Linked DNA regions of Delphinus delphis: region 2 is linked to region 1. Evidence: chromatin contacts called from public Hi-C data. All regions are on one chromosome and are shown on one strand. The core of a region is the stretch at or near the end of the contact, and the rest is flanking DNA. Distances in the headings are between cores, read along the strand shown. Region 1 holds the start of RPS10 (ribosomal protein S10). Region 2 holds the start of SMIM29 (small integral membrane protein 29).

Region 1 (7,869 bases), core at 5,349-7,848:
GAAGTTTATAGCAATACAATCCTACCTCAAGAAACAAGAAACATCTCAAGTAAACAATCTAACCTTACACCTAAAGGACCTAGAGAAAGAAGAACAAACAAAACCCCAAGTTAGTAGAAGGAAAGAAATCATAAATATCAGAGCAGAAGTAAGTGAAATAAAAACAAAGAAAACAATAGCAAAGATCAATAAAACTATAAGCTTGTTCTTTGAGAAGATAAACAAAATTGATAAACCATTAGCCAGACACACCAAGAAAAAGAGGGAGAGGACTCAAATCAATAAAATTAGAAATGAAAACGGAGAAGTTACAACAGACACCGCAGAAATACAAAGTATCCTAGGAGACTACTACAAGCAACTCTATGCCAATAAAACGGACAACCTGGAAGAAATGGACAATTCTTAGAAAGGCATAACCTTCCAAGACTGAACCAGGAAGAAACAGAAAATATGAACAGACCAATTACAAGTAATGAAATTGAAACTGTGATTAAAAGTCTTCCAACAAACAAAAGTCCAGGACCAGATGGCTTCACAGGTGAATTCTATCAAACATTTAGAGAAGAGCTAACACCCATCCTTCCCAAATGCTTCCAAAAATTGCAGAGGAAGGAAAACTCCCAAACTCATTCTATGAGGCCACCATCACCCTGATACCAAAGCAGACAAACATACTACAAAAAAAGAAAATTACAGACCAATATCACTGATGAATATAGATGCAAAAATCCTCAAATAAAATACAAGCAAACAGAATCCAACAAAACATTAAAGGATCATGGGCTTCCCTGGTGGCGCAGTGATTGAGAGTCTGCCTGCCGATGCAGGGGACACAGGTTCGTGCCCCGGACCGGGAAGATCGCACGTGCCGCGGAGCGGCTGGGCCCGTGAGCCATGGCCGCTGAGCCTGCGTGTCCGGAGCCTGTGCTCCTCAACGGGAGAGGCTGCAGCGGTGAGAGGCCCGCGTACCGCAAAAAAAAAAAAAAAAAAAAAAAAATTAAAGGATCATACACCATAATCAAGTGGGGTTTATCCAAGGGATGCAAGGTTCCTTCAGTATATGCAAATCAATCAATGCGATACACCATATTAACAAATTGAAGAAGAAAAACCATATGATCATCTCAATAGATGCAGAAAAAGCTCTTGAAAAAATTCAACACACATTCATGATAAAAACTCTCCAGAAAGTGGGCATAGAGGGAACCTACCTCAACATAATAAAGGCCATATACGACAAACCCACAGAAAACATCATTCTCAATGGTGAAAAACTGAAACCATTTTCTCTAAAATCAGGATGTCCACTCTTGCCACTATTATTCAACATAGTTTTGGAAGTCCTAGCCACAGAAATCAGAGAAGAAAAAGAAATAAAAGGAATATAAATTGGAAAGAGGAAGTAAAACTGTCACTATTTGCAGATGACATAGTACCATACATAAAGAATCCTAAAGATGCCACTAGAAAACTACTAGAGCTAATCAATGAATTTGGTAAGGTTGCAGGATACAAAATTAATGCACAGAAATATCTTGCATTCCTATACACTAACAATGAAAGATCAGAATGAGAAATTAAGGAAACAATCCCATTCACCACCGCAACAAAAAGAATAAAATACCTAGGAATAAACCTACCTAGGGAGACAAAAAACCTGTACTCAGAAAACTATAAGACACTGATGAAAGAAATCAAAGACGACACAAACAGATGGAGAGATATACCATGTTCTTGGATTGGAAGAATCAACACTATGAAAATGACTACACTACCCAAAGCAATCTACAGATTCAATGCAATCCTTATCAAATTACCAGTGGCATTTTTTACAGAACTAGAACAAAAAATCTTAAAATTTTGTATAGAGACACAAAAGACCCCGAATAGCCAAAGCAGTCTTGAGGGAAAAAAATGGAGCTGGAGAAATCAGACTCCCTGACTTCAGACTATACTACAAAGCTACAGTAATCAGGACAATATGGTACCAGCACAAAAACAGAAATATAGATCAATGGAACAGGAGAGAAAGCCCAGAGATAAACCCACGCATCTATGGTCAACTAATCTATGACAAAGGAGGCAAGGATATACAATGGAGAAAAGGCAATCTCTTCAATAAGTGGTGCTGGGAAAACTGGACAGCTACATGTAAAAGAATGAAATTAGAACACTCCCTAACACCATACACAAAAATAAACTCAAAATGGATTAGAGACCTAAATGTAAGACTGGACACTATAAAACTCTTAGAGGAAAACATAGGAAGAACACTCTTTGACATAAATCACAGCAAGATCTTTTTTGATCCACCTCCTAGAGAAATGGAAATAAAACAAAAATAAACAAATGGGACCTAATGAAACTTAAAAGCTTTTGCACAGCAAAGGAAACCATAAGCAAGGCGAAAAGACAACCCTCTGAATGGGAGAAAATATTTGTAAACGAAACAACTGACAAAGGGTTAATCTTCAAAATATACAAGCAGCTCATGCAGCTCAATATCAGAAACAACAAACAACCCAATCCAAAAATGGGCAGAAGAACTGAATAGACATTTCTCCAGAGAATATATACAGATTGCCAACAAACACATGAAAGGATGCTCAACATCACTAATTAGAGAAATGCAAATCAAAACTACAATGAGGTATCACTTCACAGTGGTCAGAATGGCCATCACCAAAAAGTCTACAAGGAATAAATGCTGGAGAGGGTGTGGAGATACGGGAACCCTCTTGCACTGTTGGTGGGAATGTAAATTGATACAGCCACTATGGAGAACAGTATGGAGGTTTCTTAAAAAACTAAAAACAGAACTACCATATGACCCAGCAATCCCACTACTGGACATATACCCTGAGAAAACCATAATTCAGAAAGAGACATGTACCCCAATGTTCATTGCAACACTATTTACAATATCCAGGACATGGAAGCAATCTAAGTGTCCATCCATAGGTGAATGGATAAAGAAGATGTGGCATATATATACAATGGAATATTAGTCAGCCATAAAAAGAAACAAAATTGAGTTATTTGTAGTGAGGTGGGTGGACCTAGAGTTTGTCATACAGAGTGAAGTAAGTCAGAAAGAGGAAAACAAATACCATGTGCTAACACATATATATGGAATCTAAAAAAATAAATAAAAAGGTTCTGATGAACCTAGGGGCAGGACAGGAATAAAGATGCAGAAGTAGAGAACGGACTTGAGGACATGGGGAGGGGGAAGGGTAAGCTGAGATGAAGTGAGAGTAGCATTGACATATATACACTACCAAATGTAAAATAGATAGCTAGTAGGAAGCAGCTGCATAGTACAGGGAGATATAAAAAGAAAAAAAAAATCATCCTGGGTTTTTTCACCAGTGTGTCTCACAGGCACAAATGCAACAAAATCTAAAACTGAATCCATCTCTCCTAAACAATTCAGTGATATTTCAGATAAAAGCATAGCTTATTGAGGTAATGTTGCTGAGAAACCATCTTACCGTTTGGAGGGAAAATTTTTACACCAGAAGACATTCCAGGAGGATAAAAGATTTATTTTTTAATTAATTAATTAATCAATCTTATTTTTGGCTGCATTGGGTCTTCGTTGCTGTTCACAGGCTGTTCTCTAGTTGCGGCGAGCAGGGGCTACTCTTCGTTGCAGTGCGCGGGCTTCTCATTGCAGTGGCTTCTCTTGCTGCGGAGCCCGGGCTCTAGGTGCATGGGCTCAGTAGTTGTGGCTCTTGGGCTCTAGAGCACAGGCTCAGTAGTTGTGGCACATGGGCTTAGCTGCCCCTCCGCAGGTGGGATCTTCCCAGGCCAGGGCTTGAACCCGTGTCCCCTGCATTTGCAGGCAGATTCTTAACCACTGCACCACCAGGGAAGTCCCTAAAAGATTTAAGCATAAACAATTTAGTCATGTAAAGACTTTGAATATTTTTGTAAGTGAACTGGGGAGTCCTTGGAGGATTTTAAACAGAGGAGTGACATGGTCTGATGTTGTAGCAGGATCACTCTAGCCACAGTAAGGGAAGAGACCTGCGAGACTGTATTTCAGTAAACTGCATCCCAGAGCTGCTGCTGGGAAGTGAGCCATCACCCCTGTGTCTTCCTGCTGGCTGCTTTCAAGGTCTTCTCTTTGTCTCTGATGCCCTGCAAATTCATTATGATATGTTTAGGCATGGATCTGTTTTTATTTATCCAACTTGAGATTTGATGATCTCAGTGACTCTGAAGTGTGTTGTCTTCCAAGAATTCTTGAGGATACTGACAGTGTCTCTTTCCCATATTCTCTATCATTTTCTTATGTGACTTCACATAGACATGTATTAGACTTTCTCTCTCTATCCTTCACACCTCAAATCCTTTCTTTCAACTATCCCATCTCTTTTTTTTCCAGTTATATATATTTTTATTAAAAATTTTTTTTACTGAAATATAGTTGATTTACAATATTGTGTAAGTTTCAGATGTACAGCACAGTGATTCAGTTATACATATATACATATATTCTTTTTCAGATTCTTTTCCCTTATAGGTTATTATGTAATATTGAGTAGAGTTCCCTGTGCTATACAGTAGGCCCTTGTTGGCTATCTATTTTATACATAGTAGTGTGTATTTGTTAATTCCAGCCTCCTAATTTATTCCTGCCCACACCCACTTATTCCATCTCTTTTAATCTCTGGACTACATTGTGAATGTTCTGTTTTTTCACATCTATCTTCCCTTTCATGATTTTTCTCTTCAAGTGTGTCAGATCTATTGTTTATTCTTTTTTTAAATTGTTTTAAATTTCAATCATTTTAGTTTTCATTACTAGGAATTTTATTGTATTCTTTTCCAAATCTGCTTTACCAGTCCTTAGATTATGTTTTTCCTTCTTCCTTGTTTCTTGTTGTCCAAGATTTTTAAAAAAATTTTCTGTAAACATGTTATGAATACTTATTTTTTAACTTGTGACAAAATACACATAAAATTTACCATCTTAACCATTTTAAGTGTACATTTCCGTAGCGTTAAGTAATTCACATTGTTGTGCACCCAATCTCCAGAATTCTTTCCATCCTGCAAAACTGCCAAATACTTATTTTTAAACAGTGAAACCACAAAAATACTTGAAGAAACTATAGGTGAATATTTTTAAAATTAATTAATTTATTTATTTTTGGTTGCATTGGGTCTTCATTGGCCCCCGTTGCTGCGCGCGGGCTTTCTCTAGTTGGGACAAGCTGGGGCTATTCTTTGTTGCGGTGCACGGGCTTTTCATTGCGGTGGCTTCTCTTGTTGCAGAGCACAGGCTCTAGAGCGCAGGCTCAGTAGTTGTGGCGCATGGGCTTAGTTGCCCCGCGGCATGTGGAATCTTCCCGGACCAGGGCTCAACCCCACCAGGGCTCAACCCCGTGTCCCCTGCATTGGCAGGCATCGATTGTTAACCGCTGCACCACCTGGGAAGTCCCTAGGTGAATATTTATATGATATTCAGATGTGGAGTGACTTTTTAAGCATTGTACCAAAGTCTGAAACCATAAAGATTTGACTACAAAGAAATGTGGAAAAAAAGTGAAACTTCTTCGAAATACTATTTAAATTGAACAAATGAAAAAAAAACTGGGAGAAATTCTTGAAAAATATGTGACAAAGGGTTAATAGCTTTAATACATAGAGTAATTTCAAATCAATAAGAAAAAACTTAATAGGACAACAGGTAATGGAAGTGAATTTATAAAAGAAGGAACACAAACGCCTAAAAAGAAAAACTATTTAACCACAGAAGTAATCAAGAAAAGCAAATCAAAAGAGCAATGAGATTAATATTTCTTATCTATCAGACTGAGAAAAATGAATATCCAATGTCGGCAGGGTTAATAATGAGGAAGCGAGCCTTGTTGATAACAGCTGACCAGAATGTAATTGATAACGCCTTCCAGAAGTCAATGTGGCATGTGTCAAAAACCTAAAAATGTGTACTTTGTTACTCAACAATTACACTGACAGGACTTCGTCCTAAGGAAAATATTTGAGAAGTGTGCAGGTGTGTGGCATCGTTAGTTATAATAGTGAAAAAATTCTAAAATATATATCCAGTCATAGAGTGTTGATTAAACCATCAGCGGACTACTACGTAGTCATTACAATTGAAGGTATTAATTAACAAGAAGAGATTCATGATGTATTAGTAAATGAAAAAAACAGGTTTCCAAACATCATACCATAACGTACATACAAAACATCCCATTTTTGTTAAAAAATACACTTCCTTTGAGTTTGTAAGAATATATACCAAAATGTTAATAGCGATCCTTCGGTTGATGGGATTCTATTTTTATTCTTTTATTATTATTGTTATTGCAGTTATTATTATTTCGTCTGGTTTCTCTTTCCCCCCCTCAAAGAGCATATATTATTTACATAATAATAAGTTACCGACGGGAAACAAAAGAAACACGTAGCGACTTTCTAAACGGCCTGCCCACGCAATAAAAGTGACCATTTATTGATAAAGCACGCAGTGTCAGAAGCCCCCAGCGGCGGTTTCCACGTGCGTTCGTCCTCAAGGAAGCCAGGGTTCGCGGTCGCCCGGAGACGCCAGTCCCTCAGGCACCGCCGAGGCCACCTCAGGCAGCGCGCGGGTCCTGACAGGGGGCGGGGCACGGCAGCCCGGAAGAGACGCCGCGCCGCACATACTCCTTCCTTTCCAGCTCCGGCCCCGGACCCAGCAGCCGTCGCGGTTAGTTCCTCGGGAGTTCGGGTTCCATCGGTCTCCATCCTGGCCTTCTCGCCGCCGTAGTCGTTGCTCTTCCCCGGGGTTGTGGCGGAGGCTGCTCGCTCCCGCTCCCCTCCCGTCCATTTTTGAGCAATGAGAGGAGCCAGGGGCGCACTTCGCTGGGTAGTGGGGCCCTGGCAGGCGAAGATTGGCGTCCCGATAGTGGAAGGCGGAGGGGAGAGGAAGATGAAGCTTTTGCGTGGCGGGGAAGATCCGGGCGAGGCTAGGGAGACTGTGCTCCTCTTGCACGCTGTTTTTCGGGGCAGAACCCCGCACCCTGAGTTGCCTCTTTGCCTGGTCATGGAAGTTTAGTTTGGGAGAAGAGTGGTAGGCTGTGGAGGTTTCAGCCCTTTGGTTTGGGGTCAGCGGCCTGTCATGAATCGAGGGCTTTCCTCTGGGTCATTCCCGCGCACCTGAAGGTACCGCCGCGCCCATTCCGCATTAGGTACTGTTGCTGATGGTCCCCAAATAGTCCGAGCGTACAGGGTCTGCTTCCTGTTTTATACCTTTGTTGTGAGTGTGAAAGTCTTGCAGCGAGTATGTACCTCCATCGTTTTATTTTAACGTCCTGGCAATTTCTCACCTGAATCGTGTTTTCGAGGGTGGGGGAGGGAACTAGTCACTGTTGGATTTAAGTTAGCGGAGTTTGAATTCTTGTTTTTCATGGTGTGTTTGAGATTTCAGTCCATTGGACAGCGATTTGTGTGTGTGTGTGTGGTCTTTGGGGGTGATGAACTGGGTTACTGGCCCGTGGCCACACTGCTCAAAAATGCTCTTGATAATCGCTTCCTTCTTGCAGATGTTGATGCCTAAGAAGAACCGGATTGCCATTTATGAACTCCTTTTTAAGGAGGGAGTGATGGTGGCCAAGAAGGACGTCCACATGCCTAAGCACCCCGAGCTGGCAGACAAGAATGTGCCCAATCTTCATGTCATGAAGGCCATGCAGGTAGCGGGGGTGGGGGGGTGGCTGCTGGAGTGGGGTGCAGATGGAGGGATTTTCCGCTGGTGTTCAAGGCAAATTCCAAGGAGAAGTCAGGACAGCCAGAGCTGCTTGCTGCCTTGAAGGGCTGTGAGGTAGATACACCGTGAAAATTTGTCTACTG
Region 2 (7,589 bases), core at 1,753-4,252, 160 kb after region 1:
GAACACACACTTCGTTATGACTTGAATCCTTTTTAATTTATTGAGACTTGTTTTATGGCCCATAATATGATCTGTCTTGATAAATCTTCTGTGTACACTTAAGAATATGTATTCTGCTAGTGTTAGGTGGAGGATTCTATAAAGGTCAAGTTGGTTGATAGTGTTGTTCTAGTTTACTACATCCTGGCTGATTATTTGCTTGTTTCATCTATTATTCAGAGGGTAGTACTGAAATCTCTGACTAAAACTGTGATTGTTTTTTCTTGGAGCTCTATCCATTTTTGTGTCATATATTTTGAAGCTTGCTTATTGGGCACATGAACATTTAGAATTGTTATGTCCTCAATTAATCAACCCCTTTGTCATTACAAACTGAACTTTTTTTCATCTCTGGTAATATTCTCTGCTCTGAAATCAACTTTGCCTGATTTTATTATAGCCTTCCCAGCTTTCTTTTGACAAGCATAAACATGGTGTATCTTTTCCCATCTTTTTGCTTTTACCCTATTGGAGTCTTTATATTCAGAGTACATTTCTTATGGGCAACATGTAATTGTGTCTTACTATTTTATCCATTCTGATAGTCTCTGCCTTTTAATTGGGTTATTTTATTATTATTATTACTATTATTTTGGCCATGCTGTGCAGCATGCGGGATCTTAGTTCCCCGACCAGGGATCAAACCCGTGTCCCCTGCAATGAAAGGATGGAGTCTTAATCACCGGACTGCCAGGGAAGTCCCTTAATTGGGTTGTTTAGACCATTTACTTTTAATGTGATTATTGATATATTTAGGTTTCAGTTTATCCTCTTATTTGTTTTCTGGTTGTCTCATCTCTTCTTTGTTACCCTTTTTCTCCCTTATTTTGGATTACTTGAGAGTTTTTAATTCTATTTTATCTCTTTTGTTGACTTACCTAAAATAACTCTGTTATTTTAAGGTTTACATTATGTGGATTTAACTTATAACAGTTCATCTCATCACAGGAACAACCCAGGCCTCAAATGCAGTCCCAGAGTAGCTGCCAGAACACAGCTGTCCAAGGAAGAGGGGCCCGCCCATCATCCCATTCTGCCTTACCCTTGGTGATCACACCAAGGGCCTTGGGAAGTCATTACACCACTCAGGGCCTCAGCTTACTCACTGTAAACTGAGGTCGTCCCAGCTGCCCTGCCTACCTTGGAATGGTGTTCTGTCCTAGGAGTAAAGACCCTGTGCCTTTCCACACACTGGCCTAGCTAATGCAATCACTAGGCCTGCTCCAAGGACCACTAGACCCTCTAGATATGTGGTTGGAAGTCCTGAGGATGGGAACAACAGTTGGGTGTGTGGTCAGCCAAGGGGGCCTGGGTCTAAAACATACTACTTGATCCCTACTTCCTTGTGGAAGGTGAGGGAGGCCCTGCCTGGGGAGGTGCCTCCTTCCTCTGCCCTCAGGTCTAATAGAAGACTCTTATGGGTGGTCTCCCTACTCTCCAGACTCAAAGGCAGAGAATACCAGGACATCTACCTGGAGCCTTCAGACCCAAGCTTTTCTCTCATTCCTTTCCCTTTATCTGATTCCCCAGTCAGATGGTGGTGTCTGGAGGCAAGAGGCAAGTTCCCACCTGCCCTCTGGTTCCTAATTGGGTCATCTCTGCACCAGACCTGCTCTCATCTAACCACCTCTGGAAGGACTTGAGGAAACTGAGGCCTGACCAGACAAAGTAGCTCAACCACATCCATGCCATTGGCTGTCTCTGGCAAGAATAGGGTGACCCAGGAAATTCCCTGGCGGTCCAGTGGTTAGGACTCCAGGTCCAGTGGCAGGGGGCATGGGTTCGATCCCTGGTGGGGGAACTAAGATCCTGCATGCTGGGGCGGCACAGCCAAAAAAAAAAAAAAAAAAAAAAAGAATAGGGTGACTCACAGCACCCCTGTATCTCCAGTAGCACTTGAGGACCCAGGAGGGCCTCAACCTAGTTCGGCTGCCACAACCTTTATGTTCTTGGGTGTTTTCTATCGCCTGCCAATCTGGAGTTTTCCCAATTGTGTGTGATTCTGGTGACAGAAAGGTAGGTGTGGTACGAAACTATACACACACAATTCGAGGTAACTAGATTCACATGCAGTTGTAAGAAATAACAGAGATCCCTTGTACACTTTGCTTAGCTTCCCCCAATGCTAACTTTTGCAAAACTATAGTATAACATCACAACCAGGATACTGACATTGGTAAAACCCACTAATCTTATTCAAATTTCCCCAATAAGTGTGTGACATTTTTAATTATCAGACGACCGAAGCTTCAACTCAAGCTTACTTGGCAAGTTACCTATGACCCAGAGGAACTTCACCTCGCTGCTCAGTCTGTGCCCTGGAAAACCGGAAAGAGGCTAACAGGGAATTTAAAATTCTGGATATGCTACGTGCTAGGCTCTACCCATGTCATGGTTTAATCCTTACAGCAGCCTGTTTTACCAATATTAAGAGTGAGGCGCAGAGAAGGTGGCTAGGTGGGTGGACCTGAGGTCCAAGGCTGGGCAGGGGCTACCCCAGGCCTGCCTACACACTCTGAGCACTGCACAGAGGGCCAGTCTGCGCCGCTAGGAGGTCTAGAGGGCCCAACAAAGCCCTTGCGGGGCTTTGGAGGCCTTGTGGGGCCTGGGCTAAACGTTAGAGCGTGACTGGGCTCCAACCAGAAGTGCGAGTAAAGCGGACGCCAGGCCTCTCCCTGGAATGTGAGCTCCCAAGCGCGGCCGCATAGCAGGGGTCCGCCCCGGGGTACGCCGGGAAGCCGCGCGCGCCCCTCCCCTCTCCGCCCCTCCCCGCTGCGCAGCCCTCGGCTGCCCCCTGCCGTCACAGGGTGGACCCCGCAGCCCAGGCCGTCTCGGCTCGGCGCCGCCAGCACCCCCGGCCTCCGGATTGGCCCCTCCCGAAGCCTCCGGGCCTTCTGCCTGCCGCCATCGGATTGGCTGCACCCTGATACTGTGGCCCCGCCCATTTCCCCGGGTCCTTTGATCACGCGCCTGACGGCTCTTCCGGGGCCCGGGAGCCAACCGAGGGCGTTCCTTTCCGGGCTGCATCGGCGGGAGGTAAGGCTTGGCCGGGTTGGATGGGCTGCAAAGCGCGGGTACAGGTCCACGCCTCGGGGTGTTGGGATGCCAGGAGGCCCGGGCCCCTCTGTGCTCCCCCTAAGTTCCCTTCCCCTGGCCTGAGCCTCCCAGCGCCGTGGGAACTACCTCCCGCTCTCCGTTGCTGGTCCGCATCCTAGGAACGGCCTGTCACCCTCCCTACCTCGGCATGTCCCCTCTACTATGGGACGGGCATGCGACTGGGTAAGCCCGGAGCCTCCACGGGTAGCGGGACGGGTAGTTCATACCTTGCCCTCCGATAGAAGCCCAGGAGAACCGGGGTCAAGGACCTGGGTGTATCTGCGTGCAGCCACCCGTGGACAGTCTCCTTGCATCTGTCATGGGAGCTGACCCTCTCCACTTCCTTCTGTCATTCCAGGCCAGGAGGGGAGGGACCCGGGCGGAGCCCCGAGTGGGGACCAGGGGGCGGTGACATCACCTCGCAGATGCAGTCCAGCCCTGCCCACTTGTGTCCACCCTGGCACATGAGACCGATGGGGGAGACGGTGCCCAGGCTATGCCTGGCGTGACTCCAGGGACAAAGAGGGCATAGGACCTATATAGACCGAAGTGTGGGCACTGGACCCGGGCCGAGATGGTCTCCTTCAGATGCTCCCACCTCACCCCTAGGCTGCAATGCAGGACCCTCATGTTTTAACCTAATATCCCCATTTTGCTCCACTGGATAGCTGCTGGCAGTCCAGTACCCCGGAGGCTGGGGCAGGAGCTGGGAACCTACATCTAACCTCTCCTCAGGAATTGATATCTGCAAATGTTTGGCCAGCACCTGAGCTGAGCACCCCACCCCCCCCGATGTGGGGATAGGAGCTGGGCAGGACTCAGGCCCTGGTCTGGGCCTCCCTTTGGTGCCGTTTACACCCAGGACTTGCTGAGAGTCCCTGGAGGGTTAAACCCAGCACATTGACCTGGAAGATCCCTCTTCCCAGTGCCTGACCTAAGTTTTCATATATTACTAGCTCTTGGGGAGGAATCCGGAGCCTGAGTGGAATTGACAACCTCCTTCCTCCTCCCCAGGGAGCCCAGTGGAGGCGCCCTCCCGAGGCAGTACTACTGCCCATGCTGACTACCCAGCCCTCTGGCTGCCGATGTCATGAGTAACACCACAGTGCCCAATGCCCCACAGGCCAGCAGCGACTCCATGGTGGGCTATGTGTTGGGGCCCTTCTTCCTCATCACCCTGGTCGGGGTGGTGGTGGCCGTGGTAAGGAACCCCCCACATACATACATACCTACCCACACCTTTGCGAAGGCAGGGCTGGGTGGGCCTGGTCCAGCCTGCACACAGCATCTCAGCTGTCCTGCTGTTACGGGAGAGGAGGGTGTGGAGGTAAACCCCTGTCACTTGTGGGCCATCCTGGGCTCAGCGGCCTCCACAGTGCTGTGTCTCTGTTACAGGTAATGTATGTCCAGAAGAAAAAGCGGTGAGTGTCCCTGCCCCCCCGCACCCCCTCCCCCGAATTGTGCTTAAAGTTCTTCCCACAGGATCTGAGATCCCTGCATACATGTAAGATGCTCCTCAGCCATTCAGACACAAACCTGAAATTCCCTGCACTCCCGTTAGGTTTTCCTGCCCAGACATGTCTCGTTAGAGCTCTAGTGTGCCCCTGCCAGGGGGAGTAGAGACAGGGCAGTCAGGTGTCTGAAGAAGGGGAGTGGGTCCCCTGGGCTGAGCCCCCTCCCATGCTCCCCAGGGTGGACCGGCTTCGCCATCACCTGCTCCCTGTGTACAGCTACGACCCTGCTGAGGAGCTGCACGAGGCTGAGCAGGAGCTCCTCTCTGACGTGGGAGACCCCAAGGTGAGCACTCTGGGGACAGCGAGAATCAGCAGAGGTGGGCCTGCTCTATTGATACCCCTGAAGACAGAGCCTGGTTCTGCTCTCAGCCTTCCCCATGTGGGCCGTGGCTAGTGGGGTGCCTCCTCCCAAGTTGTGCTGCGGACTGTGCCCTGTGGTGCGGGTCTCCTCCCCTACAGGTGGTCCATGGCTGGCAGAGTGGCTACCAGCACAAGCGGATGCCCTTGCTGGATGTCAAGACATGACTTGAGCCCCCTGCCCTGCTCTTCAGAACCATGGGGTCCTGGAACGTCCAGGGCCCTGCAGCCTGCTGCTTCCCCCAGCTCCCCCTCCCGGGTACTGGGTCTCCATTCCTCCTCCCATCTGTCTCCAGTCCTAAGCCCTGCATAGCAGTCAGCCCCCACTGTCACCTCACTCCCTGCTAGGCCTTCAGTCCTTTGTGGGCTGAGCCTACCAGCCACTCCCAGGAGCTAATGGGAATTTTTCCTTCTGGGGTGGAAGGGTGGCTGGGAGACAGGGTGGAGCTTTGCCCTTCCACAGGCACCACCTTTCTCTAGCCCTCCCTGACTTGGCTTTGGAGCTGTTCCCATGGTGACAGGGCCTAATGTATAATATTCGGTATATATATTTTGTAAATAAAACGTTTTGTGGCTAGGGGTGTAGTTGACTTCTTCAAGAGGGGCTTAAGTTACCTTCCCTGGAGCTGACGCCAATGCTTTTTCTTCTTCCTCCCCCACCCACTAGAGCCTTGGTTTCCACCCTTCCCTATTCCAGGCACCCATCACAGAAAGACTCAGTCCAGAAAAGGATATTTTTTTATTCAAGTAACTGCAAATAGGAAACCAGAGGGGGGGCCCCAGGCTGGGACAAATAATGGCTACCTCCTCCCTGACAGAACAGGGGGAGAAGGTGGCCCCTACACCCGACGGTCAACACAGGCCCCCCTCCTTACTCTGCTGCAGCATCCTAGGGGCAGGGCCCCACCTTCCCTGGGACTGGGGTAGTCGGTAACCCAGCCTGCTTTGCCCCAGGCCCCTTCCCCTAAGAGCATCTTGGAGGAGGGGAATGTGGGCAGAACAGGAGGCAATGAGGATGAACATTTGGCGCTGGTAGCAGCAGCAATGACGGATGTCTAAGAATGAAACATTGAACAAAAAACAACACAACTGTCCAGAGGTAGTTTGTGAACAGAGGAAAGATGGAACCAGAACCTTGGGGGTTGGGGAGGAGCAGAAGGATGGGAGTGGGCAAGGCTAGCTCCTTGTTATTAGTGCCCCGAGTGAGGGAAGGAAGGGGAAACCGAGGTCTAGAGTGGAAGCAGACAGGGACAGGGAGTGGCTCTAGCCCGCCTTAAGTGGCTGCCACCGGGAGCCCAGGCCTCCTGGGCCTCACCTGGATAAAGGTGACTTTGCATTTTCATCACTGCACTGGATTCCAGGGTGAGGGCAAGGTAGATTGGAGCCTGCTTAGAGGGGGGAGGGGGCTTAAACCCCTCCTGCCTGCCTTCCTGTGCCCCCAAGGGGGCGGCCCAACCTACTGCAGGGACTAGGCAAGGTGGGAAGGAAGCAAAGGGCGTGCGAGCCACCCCTGGTGAGACACAGCTTGGTTGGGGGCATCTGGGGCCCATCACCCCTCTCCAGTGGCCACGCCTGCTGCCGCTAGTACAGTGGGAGTGGGGCATGTCAGAATGAGATGGGGCTTGGGCCCCTTTTTAAGGCCAGGGGAGCCCTCCCAGGCCCCTTAATGGGAAGCCAGAGGAAAGAGTCGGGGATTAGAAGGGACCCCGAAACCAAGAGCCCAGCCAGCAAGGTCCCCACGCTGAGGGAGTGGGGATGCAGCAGCACGGGAGCAGCTCGGTGGGAAGTCAGGTGCGTGGGTCAGGGGTCGCTGGGACCCGAAATCAAAGGAAACTGCTCCCGACTCGGGCCCCCGGGGGCCCTGCGGCGGCGGCTGGTGTGCTGTGTAGTGTGGTGGTGAGGGCGCAGGTGGGTGGCGGTGACACGAGAGCCTGGGGGAAGGGGTGGGGGCAGTGGGAGCGGAGCGGAGCTGTCCAGTCCCAGAAGGAAACTGCTCCTCGGTGAGGGAGCTGGCGGCGCGGCACGGTCACTGCTCCTCCTCTGAGGACTCCTGCGAGATGCCCTCCTCTTCCTCCTTCTCCTGCAGGGTGGGCAGGGCCATCAGCAGGAATGCCAGGCCTGTCCCCCTCCCTCCTCCACCGCCCAGGGGCCAAGCTCGCCCCCAACCCCTCCCCGCACTCCCTGGCTCTCCAGAAGGGGGATGAGTCAGGGCTGAGTGTGTGGGTGACTCAGCAACCTCCACGGCCCAGTTTCATTCATAAAAAAGGAAGAATTTAAAGGGAGGGAAAAAAAACCACACACATGCTGCGCTCACACAGAGCCAGGCCCCCTGGCCCCCAGGCCCATGGCAGGGGTACCTGGCAGAGCTCGGGGCACCACTGAGCTCGAGGAAGCGAGGACGTGATTGGTTCTCGGGCAGGGGAGGAGAGGAGGCAGCCAGGGAGAGGAAATGAGGAGGGAAGGGGTGGCTGGAGGCTGCATGAGCCCCCCTGGTGGGTGGCCTTGGCCGAGTGGCCTTGGCCTGCAGGGGCAGCTGCTGGGCTGCGGAGCAGTGGCCACAGGCTGACCCCAGGCCAGGGCGGG

Evidence for each region. A called contact is a pair of places that touch in the nucleus more often than the background predicts.
Region 2: a Hi-C map of lung shows a contact between it and region 1, with 6 times the contacts expected there. The contact joins the promoter of SMIM29 here to the promoter of RPS10 in region 1. A contact is called at or near these places in 2 of 3 Hi-C or Micro-C datasets (lung and muscle).

Annotation. Positions count from the first base shown.
Region 1 is chr10:39,906,767-39,914,635 of mDelDel1.2, forward strand. RPS10 (ribosomal protein S10) reads left to right here and starts at 6,599. Exons shown (of 6, transcript XM_060021991.1): 1 at 6,599-6,727; 2 at 7,563-7,712. The coding sequence starts at 7,563.
Region 2 is chr10:40,065,600-40,073,188 of mDelDel1.2, forward strand. It overlaps SMIM29 (small integral membrane protein 29), which reads left to right and starts at 3,003. Exons shown (of 5, transcript XM_069541069.1): 1 at 3,003-3,075; 2 at 4,150-4,336; 3 at 4,531-4,556; 4 at 4,827-4,932; 5 at 5,109-5,320. The coding sequence starts at 4,226. The coding sequence ends at 5,174. It overlaps HMGA1 (high mobility group AT-hook 1), which reads right to left. Exons shown (of 6, transcript XM_060021994.1): 6 at 5,733-7,086. The coding sequence ends at 7,033.